Linked DNA regions of Sus scrofa: region 1 is linked to region 2. Evidence: chromatin contacts called from public promoter capture Hi-C data. All regions are on one chromosome and are shown on one strand. Each heading gives the region's core, a stretch centred on a gene start, on an enhancer-like site or on the middle of the called end of the contact. The rest is flanking DNA. Distances are from core to core; before and after follow the strand shown.

What was found. Promoter capture Hi-C pulls out the DNA fragments that hold promoters and counts their contacts.
Region 1: a promoter capture Hi-C map of liver shows a contact between it and region 2, with 5 times the contacts expected there. The contact joins the promoter of SGO2 here to the promoter of LOC100522040 in region 2.

The regions. Positions count from the first base shown.
Region 1 is chr15:104,096,915-104,103,968 of Sscrofa11.1, forward strand. It overlaps SGO2 (shugoshin 2), which reads left to right and starts at 2,464. Exons shown (of 10, transcript XM_005672058.3): 1 at 2,464-2,656. It overlaps KCTD18 (BTB/POZ domain-containing protein KCTD18), which reads right to left and starts at 2,386. Exons shown (of 7, transcript XM_003133574.5): 1 at 2,242-2,386.
Region 2 is chr15:103,541,228-103,547,749 of Sscrofa11.1, forward strand. LOC100522040 (formiminotransferase N-terminal subdomain-containing protein-like) reads right to left here and starts at 1,930. Exons shown (of 7, transcript XM_021075940.1): 1 at 1,716-1,930. The coding sequence starts at 1,793.

The DNA of each region.
Region 1 (7,054 bases), core at 1,214-3,713, 560 kb after region 2:
GCTTTTTAGGGCCACACCCAAGGCATATGGAGTTTCCCAGGCTAGGGGTTGAATCGGAGCTACAGCTGCTGGCCACAGCCACAGCAACGCAGGATCTGAGCTGCGCCTGTGACTTACACCACAGCTCATGACAATGCCAGATCCTTAACCCACTGAGCAAGGCCAGGGATGGAACCTGCTATCTCATGGTTTCCAGTAAGATTCATTTCTGCTGAGCCACGATGGGAACTCCTATTCACGTATCTTTTTAAACAACAGTAAGTCTGACGGGGCTGGGTAGGCTTGCAGAGGTGGTCAGCATGTAGCATGGACTTGGGCTACTAGGCTCTACCATTTACTGGCTTGAGACTCCGGATAAATACTTCTCTGCCTGTTTCCCCATCTCTAAATTGGAGGTAGGGATGATGCCCACCTCAAAGGACTATCAAAAGAATAACTATATAATAAAAGAATATTATTATTAAAACTATATAATAAAAGCCAGTATCTGGCTCAGGGTAGGTATTCAATAAAGGATAAATATTATCGATAGTGATAAAAAATTTTATCAGAAGAATATACTGAGGGAGTTTATGTTGCCTCTGGAGATTAAACATAAGAGCAGAAGTTACTAATAAGAGCAAATGTAACTCCTCAATTAGGTGACTAAGGTCATAATTCCATGTATACCAAAAGCCCGACTGGTCCAGAAAAAAAAACAAATGACATCTCCAAATCTGGCCTCTTCCCTCTGAAACGACGGAAGCTTTAGGGAAATTTTAAGGATTTGGTTTCTTAATCCATTCTGGAGATAGATGAACCACAGCTGACTGTGCCATTTCTATGGAATCTAAGATACTACTGTGATGAAAAAAGTACACGCAATGTATCTGCACACCTCATGGCAAGTGTAAAATGGCAGCCAAGAGGCTCAACTACATCCATGGCTATTCACTTTCACCACACCATCTACTACTATCCTTTCGTAGATGCTCCAGTTTAGCCAATTTCCAATGAAATAAGAGAAGGATACCATTAGGGTCTGGGGAATACTATGTGTGTGAAACATGGTCAGTAAACACAAACTATTATGCGTCAACAGTCCACTCTTCAAAACCCATTTATCTATGTGATTTCCCACACTGCCTACAAGGCCAAGGAGCAGCCTGATCCATGTGAAAGAAGCACCTCTGAGGCCTGGGATGGAACTGGTTCATGCTGCTCCTGTCATCAGCTCCCTGGAATCCTATCTATTCTTCAAAGCTGTAGGCAAATGACACTGCTTCTATGACCTTCCTAAGCACCCCCAGGTAAAACCACTGCAAAGTTCTTCAGATACACTTTGTACCCCTGTCCACATACTTAACTAATCCCTAGTTTGGGGGACTGTAACCTGCAGGGAGGCAGGGCCTGTATCACCCTTAACAAGTCCCATTTACTGACTGCGATGTGCCAGGCGCTGAAGGAGATACTAACAGACATTACCTAATTCACGCAAAAGCCCTATTGGGTAGGAATTACTGTCCCTACTGACAGGTAGGAGAAAGAAAGAGTGATGTGTGCAGGGTCTATACCAGGGCTGCCCTGCTAGTAAGTGGTGGAGTCAGTCCCAATCCGGGTCAGCAAGACCAACTCCAAGTTCAAAGCAGCTCACACCTCACACTGCCTCCTTCAGCACAGTTTCACTACTAAGGCTCTGGACTGGGGCACTTCATTCACTAAGCATATGTCCATCAGGAGACTCCCATTGGTGGCAGTAGGAACACAGCAGCACCCGGAGCGCAAGGATTCCAGGGACAACCCTAAGGCAGAGGACCATCGCCACTTCAAGGACTCCCTGCTGTGTCGGAAGTACCCTTGCCTCTGAGGAAGTGTTCCCAGAGTGACCATTTGGATCAAAACCATCAAGGACCCTTCATTCTCGGACCACGACATAGACTCCAGTTCAGAAAGTCTAAGGAAGGGTCGGGAGTCTGTCCACGGACCCCACTTTGAAAAACGCTGTTCAAGAGACTCGCCCTCCTCCCGCGAAGCGGGACGAAAGGGGAAAAGCTGGGACACCACAAAGTCCGGCCGGGGTCTTCCCTCAGTCCGGGGATCCCAAATCGGCCCGAAGCCAGAGCCTGCAGCCCGGAGGGCTCGGATTATCAGCCCGGCCGGGGCCTTTCCTCAGGGCGCCCCTCCGCCTCCCGGATCCACGGCCCACCCGGAGCCCCGCTCCTCCGAACGGGAGGGGCGGGGTAGGCGGCCTTCCCCACTGACCTGCGGCCCGCCCGGCCCTCGGCGCGGCCGTCTGACGCCGCGGGGCCTGACGCGGAAGTGAGCGCCTTCCCCGGGGCTCGGCAGCTCAGGTAGCAGAGCGGTCTCAGCGGCGCCCCCGTGCGCCCCAAACCCGCCTGAAGGCGACGGCCGGAAAAGGTTAGCCCCGCCCCGGACACGCTGGGACCCTCCCCTCAGGTGCCCCGCCCGCGGGCGGGCCCCGCCCCTTCTGCCGCCGCCTGCTGGTTCCAAAGGAGTGAAGTCGCTCCGGGTTGTCTCTGTTTGCCCGGGAAGGAAAGGTCACTCAGAGAGACGCAGGCTGGGGCCCTGAGGAACGGGCTTGTCTGTCCAGAGGCTGCTTTTACACATGAAGAAAATACAGCACCAAAATTGCAACCGTCCAGGGTCAGAATAAATGGTAAGAATTTGGATAAGTTCTCACCTCTAGGTGAGGGCCCTTCCCTCCAAACTGAGCTGCTCAGTGCCAAGAGTAATTAATATATTGCACTTAGATGATTGTGCATTTGGATAGTGTTTGTGGTTTACAGCACTGTTTCACGCAGAACATTCTTGTTTAATCTGTGCGACAGCTCTATGTTTTTATTCCCGTCACAGCAAGGAAAAATCGAGGCAGGAGCAAACGTGTATTGAGTGCTTCTGTACAGCTGAGAGTCTGCTAAGTCCTTTGTATGCACTGATGTCCTCTTAACAATATACCCAAGAGTTCTGTCAGTTTTCAGCTGCACCGTCCCTTGTGCAAGAGACTTTGCTAGGTGTTTCAAAATGAATAAAACACAGCCCTATTCTCAATGTACTTTCCCAGACTCAATGATAATTGGTTTCTAATTTTTCTGACTGGGTCTTAGAAGGAAATAAGCCAAAGAGAGGTAAGCCCACCTACCTACCCCCTCAGATATTGACGGTACTGGGAGAGGGGGGAGGTTTGTTCAACTCATAATTATTGAGCACTGGCTACAGACCAGGCACTGAGAGAGAAGAATTGAACTAATAATCAACATCCCTGAGCCACTAGAATAGAACTTCCATTTTAGCGCAGCAGTAAGAAGACTTTGTCTGTAAATATTTTAGGCTTTGTGGGCCATAGAGCACTATTCAAGTCTGCTGTTGTAGTGTTAAAGCATAGATAATACATAGATGAATGAGAGTGACTGTGTTCTAACTTTATTTATGGATACTGATATTTGAATTTCACATAATTTTCAAGTGTGATGAAATATTCTTAAAAAATTTTTTTCAAACACTTAAATACATGAAAACTATTTCTTAGAGTGTGGGCCATAGAAAAACGATTGGCCACGCATGGGCCATATCTTGCCTACTATTCAAGTGTGAGAAACAGACACTCGGAAAAATAGTTACAGATAGTGGTAGCCACTTGGGAGGAAACAGGAGAATGTTGAGTGGAGATGCTGGCTTGGGTAGAGAAGGACTTACTGATGGGAGGACATTTAAGTCGAGCACTAAGGATGAGAACGAGCCAACCTTCTGAAGGGTTGGGGAAGAGTATTTTAGGAAGAAGGGAGAGAAAGTGGAAAGGCCCTGAGGCAGGAAAGGACTTCACAGTTTTTAGGAAGAGAAAGGACACGTGTGGCTGGAGCTCGGTGAGCATGGGGACAAGGGGGAAGGTGATATGTCATGAAGTTGAAAGAAGAGGCAGGAGCCAACTTTTAAAGCATCTTGTGGCAGAGGTAGGAGTTTAAATTTTACTCTCTGCATCATGGGAAGCCATTGGAAGGTTTTAAGCAGGGAAATGGCATGATTGATTTCCTATTTTTAAAAAAATCACTCTGGCTACTGCAATGAGAATGAATTGAAGAGGCATAAATTGGAGGTAGGTGGCTGCTTCAGGAAACCAGGGACAAATGGTGTAGCTTCTCATCACGTGGTGATGGCAGGAGAGGAGAGAAGTGGATGAACACAAGAAATGTATTTGAGAAATAGCAATGACATTAAATTTGCTGATGATCAACTATAATGCGTTAGATCATCTTCTTTGAGAAGTGGACAGCAAAACATTTATGGAGAAAGGGAAAACTAGGGAGGGATCTGAAGGAGACTGGGAGAGCCTTTAGACTAGATGCAGATTTGGCTTCCCATGGAGGATAGGAAATGTAGGGTAGGAAACGTTGTAGATATGATGCAGTTCAAGAAAGTTTCAGGAAAGCCAATGAGTTTTTCCAGCCAGTTTCCCCCATCAAAGGAGTCTTATGGCTCCCAGAAATGGGCCTGCTTTAGTATCCTTACCATACTCAGTCGCAGGCTGGGAGCGGTCAGTAGGAAATGTGGCCTCCAACGTGGTGGTAGATTTCAGAGCACAGCATGTGGGGTCTATCCATCAGTAATGTTCCCTGTAATCAGACATCTGAGGGGTATATTTTCATGATGGCTACATATGGGAAATGAGGGAAAGGGAAAATGCAGGATTACCTCTAAATTGTTGGCTTAACAGCTGAGTGATGGTGCCATTTACTGAAATGGTGAACGATGAGAGAGCTCAGAAGCTGTATTTTAGACTATTAGGATTGAGAGACTCAACAGACATCCAGGTAAAGAAATCATATAGCAATTAAATTAATCTGGAGCAAGAGTGAAACCCTGTGCTCAAGGTGTGAATTTGGAAATCATCAGCATTTAAAGCCGTGGGACTGGGTGAAATCATCCATGAAAGGAAAGGTAAATAAGAAGAAATAGAATGGAACACTGACTCCAGTACTTAGATTTCAGACTTAGAAGGAAGAGCCAGAGAGGAACAGAGTATGAAGCTACAGGAAGAAAGTAAAGTGAAAGTTGAAGCTACAAGAAAGTAAAGTGTCATGTATGTCAAATGCTGCCAAGAGATCAAGAGCCCAATAGACTTGATAATATGGGAGTTCTTGGTGACCTTGCCAAGAGCAGTTTCAATGCTGTGATGAGGACACAAGCCCAGAGAAAAGTGGGTTAAAGAGTGAAAGTGAGATGGCAGACTGGTTATAACTCTGCAGAGAAGACTTATTACAAAGAGGAGAGAAATGGGGCTGTCATTGAGGTGGGAGATCAAGTCAAGGGAAAGAGTTTTAGGATGGGAATCGCTAGAGTAGATTATGCTGCTGGAGATGACGTGATAGTAGGTAGAGACGGTTGATGCAGGAGAGGGGGACAACTGAAGGAATGAAGTGCTTGAGAAGGCAAAAGGGTAGTGATGTCAGAACACAAGGAATTTCTCTTTGACAAGAGCAGGGATAGGAGGTAAAACAGAGAAGGTAGATTTAAGTTCAGGTAAAGTAGTAGATTTCATGGTGGAAAAATGAGGATATTCTGATTAAGTGACTTTCTCAATTAAGTCTACAGCAAGGTCAGTGGCTAAGAATAGAGGAGATGAAGAATGGAAGACATTTGAGGGAGAATAACGTATGAATTACTTTTCTTAAGAAATTGAGGGAGTTCCCGTTGTGGCGCAGTGGTTAACGAATCTGACTAGGAACCATGAGGTTGCAGGTTCGATTCCTGGCCTCGTTCAGTGGGTTAACCGATCCAGCGTTGCCGTGAGCTGTAGTGTAGGTCCTGCAGATGCAGCTCGGATCCTGCATTGCTGTGGCTCTGGCGTAGGCCGGTGGTTACAGCTCTGATTAGACCCCTAGCCTGGGAACTTCCATATGCCGCGGGAGCAGCCCTGGAAAAGGCAAAAAAAAAAAAAAAAAAGAAAGAAAGAAAAAAGAAATCTTCTCAAAAGGCAGCAATATTCGTCTTTTTCCAACTTTAGCAAACATACTAACTTTTTCTTTCTATACAGTTCGCTCTGTTTAAAACAAGAGTGGCCCTAAAAAAGGCAAAAAGACCAAAAAAAAAAAGTTCAAAAAAAAAAAAGAAATTGAAAGGGTAAACATTCTATAGAAACATGACGGGATAGCCCAGAAGGAATGAGAGCCTGTTTGAAGATTATAATTATACATGGATGGCATTGTACGTGCATGGCATTATACATAATCATCTCTGTTATGTAACTTTCACCCAGCACCACCCCACAGCCATAGTGTAGGTGCTGCTAAGGAAGTCGATCTTTGGGCTCACCTGGCATTGAGATTTAGTTAAGTAATATAATACAAGGAGAGAAGAGTGAGAGATGAGGATGTTTATAAATGGTTGAGTCCCAGGGTGACCCATGGACTCTAAGCTGGGTAAGGAGGGAAATAACTATATAAAGGTGGAGATGGATAGTGAAAAAGTAGTGAAGTTAATGGGTTGGGGAATCTCAAAGAAGTTGAGGAATTATTGAATAGGAGGACTAGAATAAGTGAGCTGGAAGAATTGGAGGCAGTAGTCAAAGAATATCACACTCGAATTCAAGATTTTGGAGGTCATTCAATGACCATAATGCCAAGGTTCCAGGCTGAGATGGGGTAGAAGACAAGGGATGGAGGTATTATTAGATGCGTTTCTCCATAAATAGTAACTCACCAAGAATGGAGCAGGTGTAGAGAGAAAGATGATGAAACAGAAGCTAATGTCATCAGTAATGGATGATTAGAAGAACCTTAGCAGACTATGCTGAGGAGACAGGGAGAGATACTGTGTCCAGATGGCTACAGTTCAGATCAGCTACGGCTTAGAAAAAGGAAGGAGGAAAAATTGTTTGTTAGCAGTGATGGGAGAAAAGAAGACACTGACCCCGGCCCTGACATATGTGGGGAGTAGAAGGAAAAGCAGTCTCGACTTGAGAGAGCTACAGGCTACAGAGGAAGTTAGGTCCTCGAGAAGCAGAGAACTCTCATGTTTAAAAAAGATGGGAACATTAAAAAGGGGGAATTGTAGGAGTTCT
Region 2 (6,522 bases), core at 680-3,179:
TTCCCAGGCAAGGGGTCTAATCGGAGCTGAGCCACCCGGCCTACGCCACAGCCACAGCAACGCGGGATCTGAGCCGCGTCTGTGACCCACACCACAGCTCACCGCAACACCGGATCATTAACCCACTGAACAAGGCCAGGGATCGAACCTGAAACCTCATGGTTCCTACTCAGATTCGTTAACCACTGCGCCACGATGGGAATTCCTAATTTTCTTTCTAAAACACAAGAATTTCCCACCCCCTTCAATAATGACAGATTCAATTAAAAGGTCAACCTAAAAACAAGACCACAAAAATCAAACCCCATGAAAACGTTTGGTTTATGGATTACATTTTAGTAATCCTCTACCTAACAAGAGATGGTAACAACATGCATGTGATTCACAAAATAAAATGAAGGTTGATTGCTGAAATATGGTTATATATTCATTATTATATAATTAGCCTCTGCTTCTTTTTAACCAGTTACTTTTAGGAAGCAGCAGATATACTTGGTAAAATTAAATTTGATTGGTTACTATTATGATGTCAGATGAAACTCAATAATTAGACCAGAGTAGGCTATCATATTATACCTCTCTGAAGTCACTAAGTATATATAAGTATATGTAAGAAAACTACATTTTATCATTTACTCATTTGTATTCATACTTCAAGGCTACTTATTGATATTTGATATGTGGAGTAAAGAAAAGAGCGTGTGTACTTAAGTACACACATATATAGACCCAGAAGAGTTAATATATGAAGTGCCTAGTTCAACTTCTGGCCTACAATATGCCTCAATAAATGTTGGCTGTAATATTTTAAATTCTCACTATTATTTCTCCCACACATTACCTTACAGTGCCCTGCCTCACAAGGACTTTAGAACACTGGGCTCCCCCCTTCCTCGTCTTTTGCATACTTTTAGTTAAATCTTATTCATACTCAACTGGGTACAGATAATTGTTGGACACCTATGACTTTCCTAGTGTTCAAGCTGGTTTTTGAAAACCCTAAAATAGCAAGTCCCGTTGGCTGTAAACACCAACGACATCAAAATGACATCAAATGTGTAACAACTAAAGCTTGTTCCCATTTCCCCCATCCCACTCCTTGTGTCCTGCTCCCTGCTACCAGAGACGCATTAGACTTCATAACTAAATCAAGTCTCAGGAACCTAGAAATCTTTGTGTGTCCGCAGGGAAACGCGAGGGTGTGAGAAGAGGGAGATTTTCTTCATGCAGAACACGTAAAAGACCTCCCACAGAAGTTCTGTCCCACAGGACAGAGTTACTCTATTATCTCTGGGGCTGTGTCTCTTTTAAGGCCCGAAGGACTAGAAAAACCTCACCTGAAAGTTGAGTCTACAGAAAGAGGGGCATGGTATACTCAAAACTCTCTACCCCACTACTGGACAGCGACCTTCGGCAGCCTCTGCTATAGGAATGTCACAACGGCTGCCCTTCCCGCTGGGAGTCCTCGGCTCACTCCCTCTTCCTTTGCGTTTCCTCAGGTTCCTTCCGAGACTTCCGTTCGAACTTCCCGCTGGTGCAGAACCCACCAATCATAAACGTCCTTCCCGGGCCACGCCCCCTCGTCGCCTCCTCCCGGGAACCCGAGTCGAATTTCGCGCACACCCCTCCTTCCGTGACGCACGCTGCGCGCGGACGTCGGCCTCTGACGCCACTTTGCCCCCACTGCAGGTCCCGCCCGGGCCGTTCCTGCTGACCGTTGGGTGCCGCCGGGCCGAAGTTCCTCCCTCGAGACTTTCCCCACCACACGAACCGCTCTGGCGGCGGCGACCCATGTGGGGGTTCAGGCTCCTGCGGTCGCCGCCGCTGCTGCTTCTTCTGCCGCAACTCGGAATCGGAATCGCCGCGACCTGCTCTCAGGCCAGAACCATGAACCTTGGCGGCAGCAGCAGCAGCGGCGGCGCGCTCTGCTCCTCGGCCGAGGGGCTCCGACCGCAGTGCCTGCGGCTGTCCACGGTGCCGGGTGCAGATCCGCAGCGCTGCAACGAGTTGCTCCTGCTGGCGGCGGGGGCGGTGGCCGCGGGGGAGGGACAGGAACCGCGGAACCTCCCTGGGGACCCGACGAAGGTGGAGCCGCAAACGCCGCCCCAGCATCACGTTCTCTATTTCCCCGGGGATGTGCAGGTAACCTGCGGCCTTCCTGGGCACCTGTTCCTTTCCCTTGTGGCTATGAGAATTCTCTAGATTCTTCCGTCATAGCTGCTGCCTGATTCCGTGCCTCGCCTGAACACACCCACACGTGTGCTAACCCGGGTGGCTCCACGAAATCCCAAATCGCCCCTTCCACGCCCCTAATCCCCTCCTCATAGAGCCCCAGAGGAAGGCTGTGTTTGGAGGGCTACAACCTGGAAAGAGCGAGCTGGCAGTCCAGGAAGTGGAATTTAAGACATAGAAATGAGACAGATAATGTATATTTATTCTACAACTTGGTTTCTCAGAGGGGTGTGTGTGTGTGTGGGTGTTGGGCAGGAGACGGAGAGATGGCTTTTAAATTAGTATGTAGTGTTCAAAAAACGCTGGCAGTTATTAAAAAAGCAAACAAGTAAACAAAAAAGGCTTTACTAGGTGTGACATTCTCAGTAACCCTAAGAAAGGGACAGTAATTGCTAAGCATGTCAATACTTTGATGCTCACTTAAATTCTGTACTTTTGTTTTTGTGAATGAGTGTGTGTGTGTGTGTGTATGTGTGTGTGTTTAGGGCCACACCCACGGCATATGTAAGTTCAAATCTGAGCTGTAGCTGCTGGCCTTACACCACAGCCATAGCAACGCTGGATCCTTACTTAAGCCACTGAACGAGGGCAGGGATGGAACCCATGTCCTCATGGATACTAGTCGGATTTGTTTCCGCTAAACCACCACGGGAAGTCCTAGTGTGTGATATTATCTTTATTATTAATTTTGTGGCTGCAGGATATGTTGTCTTGGAAAGCTGGATCTTAATCTAAAACTGCTGTTGTCATTAGTACAGTAGCCATTAGTTATATATGACTTTAAATTAATTAAAATTAAATAGAATTAAAAATCCAGTTTCTTAGTCGCACTAACTTCAGGTGCTCAGTAGCACCAAAGGTTTCTAAGTGCTGTAATGGACAGTGCAAATACAGAGCATTTCTATGGACTATTTCCATCAACTGCAGAAAGTTCTCTTGGGTAGTGCTAGTGTTATCAGGTAAAGCTAGAATATGGCTAAATGTGTTTGTTGAACTGTGAAACAATTAGTTTATTAAACAGTTTATTGCTTTTGAAATTAATGCTTTAAAACAATGTGCCTGCCAACTTTGTGCCCTGAGTCAAGTGATGACGAAGGTATATATAGTTTCTTCTCTTGCCCTCCAAATAATTAACTGGTCTAGATGACTGCTCATCATGAAAAAATTAGTGCTTAGATTTAGGAGAAGACAATTTACTCGGTTGAGGCCTTTTTGCTCAGTTTGGGGAAAGCAACATGGCACTACTGACAGTGACTTCCAGAGTTTTGTGGACCAGCTACTGTGTGCATCTATAATAATAATGATGATGATAGTAATGATAACTAACCTTCATTGAACACTTACTAAATGTTTTTAAAATGTGCCAATCAGAATATAGCACAAGACTTCAGATGAAGTCTTAAAAAAGCTAAATATAGTTAGACTAATACCTCCTTATGTTTTGACAGCGTCCATTTCTTTTATGTAGCCCGAGATTCCATTAGCCTTTTGGACAGCAATATACTGTTGATTTGTGCAGAGTATGAAGTGCTGTAAAAACCCAGGTCTTTTCAGAAGAAATAGAGAATAATGCATAAAAGGCTCTGAGGCCAGATTGCCTAGGTTTAAACCCTGATTCTGCACTTTTTAGCTATGAAATATCTGGCCAATTGTTCAATCTCTCTGTATTGCAGCCAGCTCAACTACAAAATGGGAATAATGACGTATAGAAGATATTTGAGGATTAAATAAATGTGTGAATACCCAATGAGTTACACTGCCTTATCTTTCTGATGACCTTTGTAATTACTGGGGAGTACTGTAGCGCTCAGTTCTTGGACTTTTCCTGACTACTCTTACTCCCTTTGTGATCTCTTTCAGTCTTGTATCTTTACATACTACCAGTACCCTGACAACCTTCAACATTTGTGTTCTAGCCTAGACATTTTCCTGGAACTTTAGACTTGCCAATAGTATGCACATACTTCCTTTTGGACATTTAATAAAATCTCTGGATCTTTACCCCTAAATTTGCTCATCCTATAATCTTCATCTTGTTTCTCAGTTTTTGGAAACTCCTATTTAATAGTTTGAGTACAGATCTTGAAGTCAATCCTTTTGTTCTCTCTTAATACATCAGCAAATAAAGTGGCTTTACCTCTAAATGTATCTAGAATTGATCAGAATAATCTTTTAAAAATCTAGCTCAAATCATACTACACCTCTGCTCAAAACTAACAGCTTCCTTTGTCATTCAGTAAAAGCCAGAGTCCTCTTGATGGCCTGCAAGACCTTTGACTATTGCTTTTCTCTCTCCTTTCTTATTTTACTCTCTGTAGAAGACACCAATCATGCCAGCCTTCTTCATAGTGCTCATGGTAGGCACACTTGACCTCAGAAGTTTGCCATACACTGCCTAGAATAATCTTCCTGCAGATGTCTGCACGGATTCACCTATTATTTCAAGTCTTTGCTTAGAAGTTGCCTTCACAGTGAAGCCTTTTCTATTTAAAAATTATACGTGCATGGGATCCTGTCAACTTTTCTCCTTTATTTTTATCCCTTTCATTCACTGTATTAGCCATTCATTTTGGTTTTTGTCTGTTTTCCACTAGCACAATGAAAGCTTCATGTCTATTTTCTTTACTGTTATATCTGTGAGGCTTAGTGACTAGCATGAAGTAAGTGTTCAACAGATAGCTTGTTGAATGAATAAATGTGTGTAAGTTGCTTTGAATAATGCATTAGGTGCTTGATAAGCCTTGGCTATTATTATATGAAATGCTTTTAGACTCAGATTTCCTTATCTTTGCACTTGATTCCTTTGAGCCTAATGCTTATCCTTAGGAAATTTACCCTGTCAGATACAGTTCATCTTTTTAGTGTATTGATCCTTTTAGAACCCTTATTTTTGGTTTATATCATATATAGGTTTAGTAAGTATTCTTTCTATATCTTTTAATTTGGATAAATATTGAACAGAATAGGGCCAAACAGAACTTTGTAGGATACAATTTGAAGCTTTGCCTCATCTTAACACAGATTCATTATTTGGTATTAATTTAATCTGGTTGATAACGTAATTTTAAACCCTAATTAACATTACTTTCATGATGTTCCTGTCATTGTATGTCCCTTTTTGTTCTATGTTTACCCTTTTATCATTTGAATTACGGGAAAGCTGAGGCCTTAGTAATTCACACTTCTTTTGGTACCTCTTGGTGTGTTTCTTATCAGAAGTGATGTTGGAGGGGGATCAGAAATTTTTTTAATAAGTACCTGCCAATTTTCTCAAAGATATCCTCCTCTTTAAATCCTTGAAATATAGAATTATACTTACCTCTTTGTTTTTTAAGTGTAAGCTTACAATTTAATGAATTTTGACAAATACAATTATGTAACCATCACAGCATCATGTGATAAAACATCATTATCCTAAAAAGTACCCCATGCTTTACTTCAGTCTCTTCTTACCTGTGAGCAACCAATCATCTGCTTTCTTTCACTATAGTTTTGCCTTTTCTAAATTTTTCATTAGTCAAGAATCATATTGTATGTAGTCTTGTATCTTGCTTCTTTCACTTAGCCTAATGCTTTCAAAATTCATTCTTTCTGTTGCCTCTATCAGGAGTTTTTTGGGGGGGTTTTGTTTGTTTTTTAATGCTGAATAGTTTTCTGTGCATGGATATGCAATTTGCTTACCCATTCAGCAGTTCATGAACATTTGGTTCATTTCCAGTTTTAGCTTTTAAAAACTTTTGCTTTCTTAAACACTAGGATATATAAATGGCCATGCCCTAAGTGTAATGTCCTGGTTAGTAGAAAAAGACTCACTTCTGTATGTCTCTCCTTTGCTACTCACACTGTTACCACACTCAACACTTCTGACAACAGTTGTGTGGGGTTTTTCCCCCACACCAAGTAAGTCTGCATCACCAGCTGCATTACCTATAATTTAGTTCCAATCTGACACTATCTACCTGGAGTTAGTGTCAGATTCTACACATTAAGGGCTCAGCCCCATAAGATTGTTCTCCTCCCTATTTCAGATGCCAGTTGCAAGTCCCAGGTTGTCACCTGTACTGACTAAGCAGCTACAGATTGAGGTTCACATGATCTCCTCCTTGGGTTCAGTTAGTCTGCTAGGATGGCTCACAGGACTTTGGAAAACAGTTTACATACTGTTTACCCATTTATTATGAAAGGATATGATAAAGGATACAGATGATCATCCAGATGGAAGAGATGCATAGGGCAAGGTATAGGGGAAGAGGTATAGAGCTTCCATGCTCTCTCTGAGTGCACCGCTCT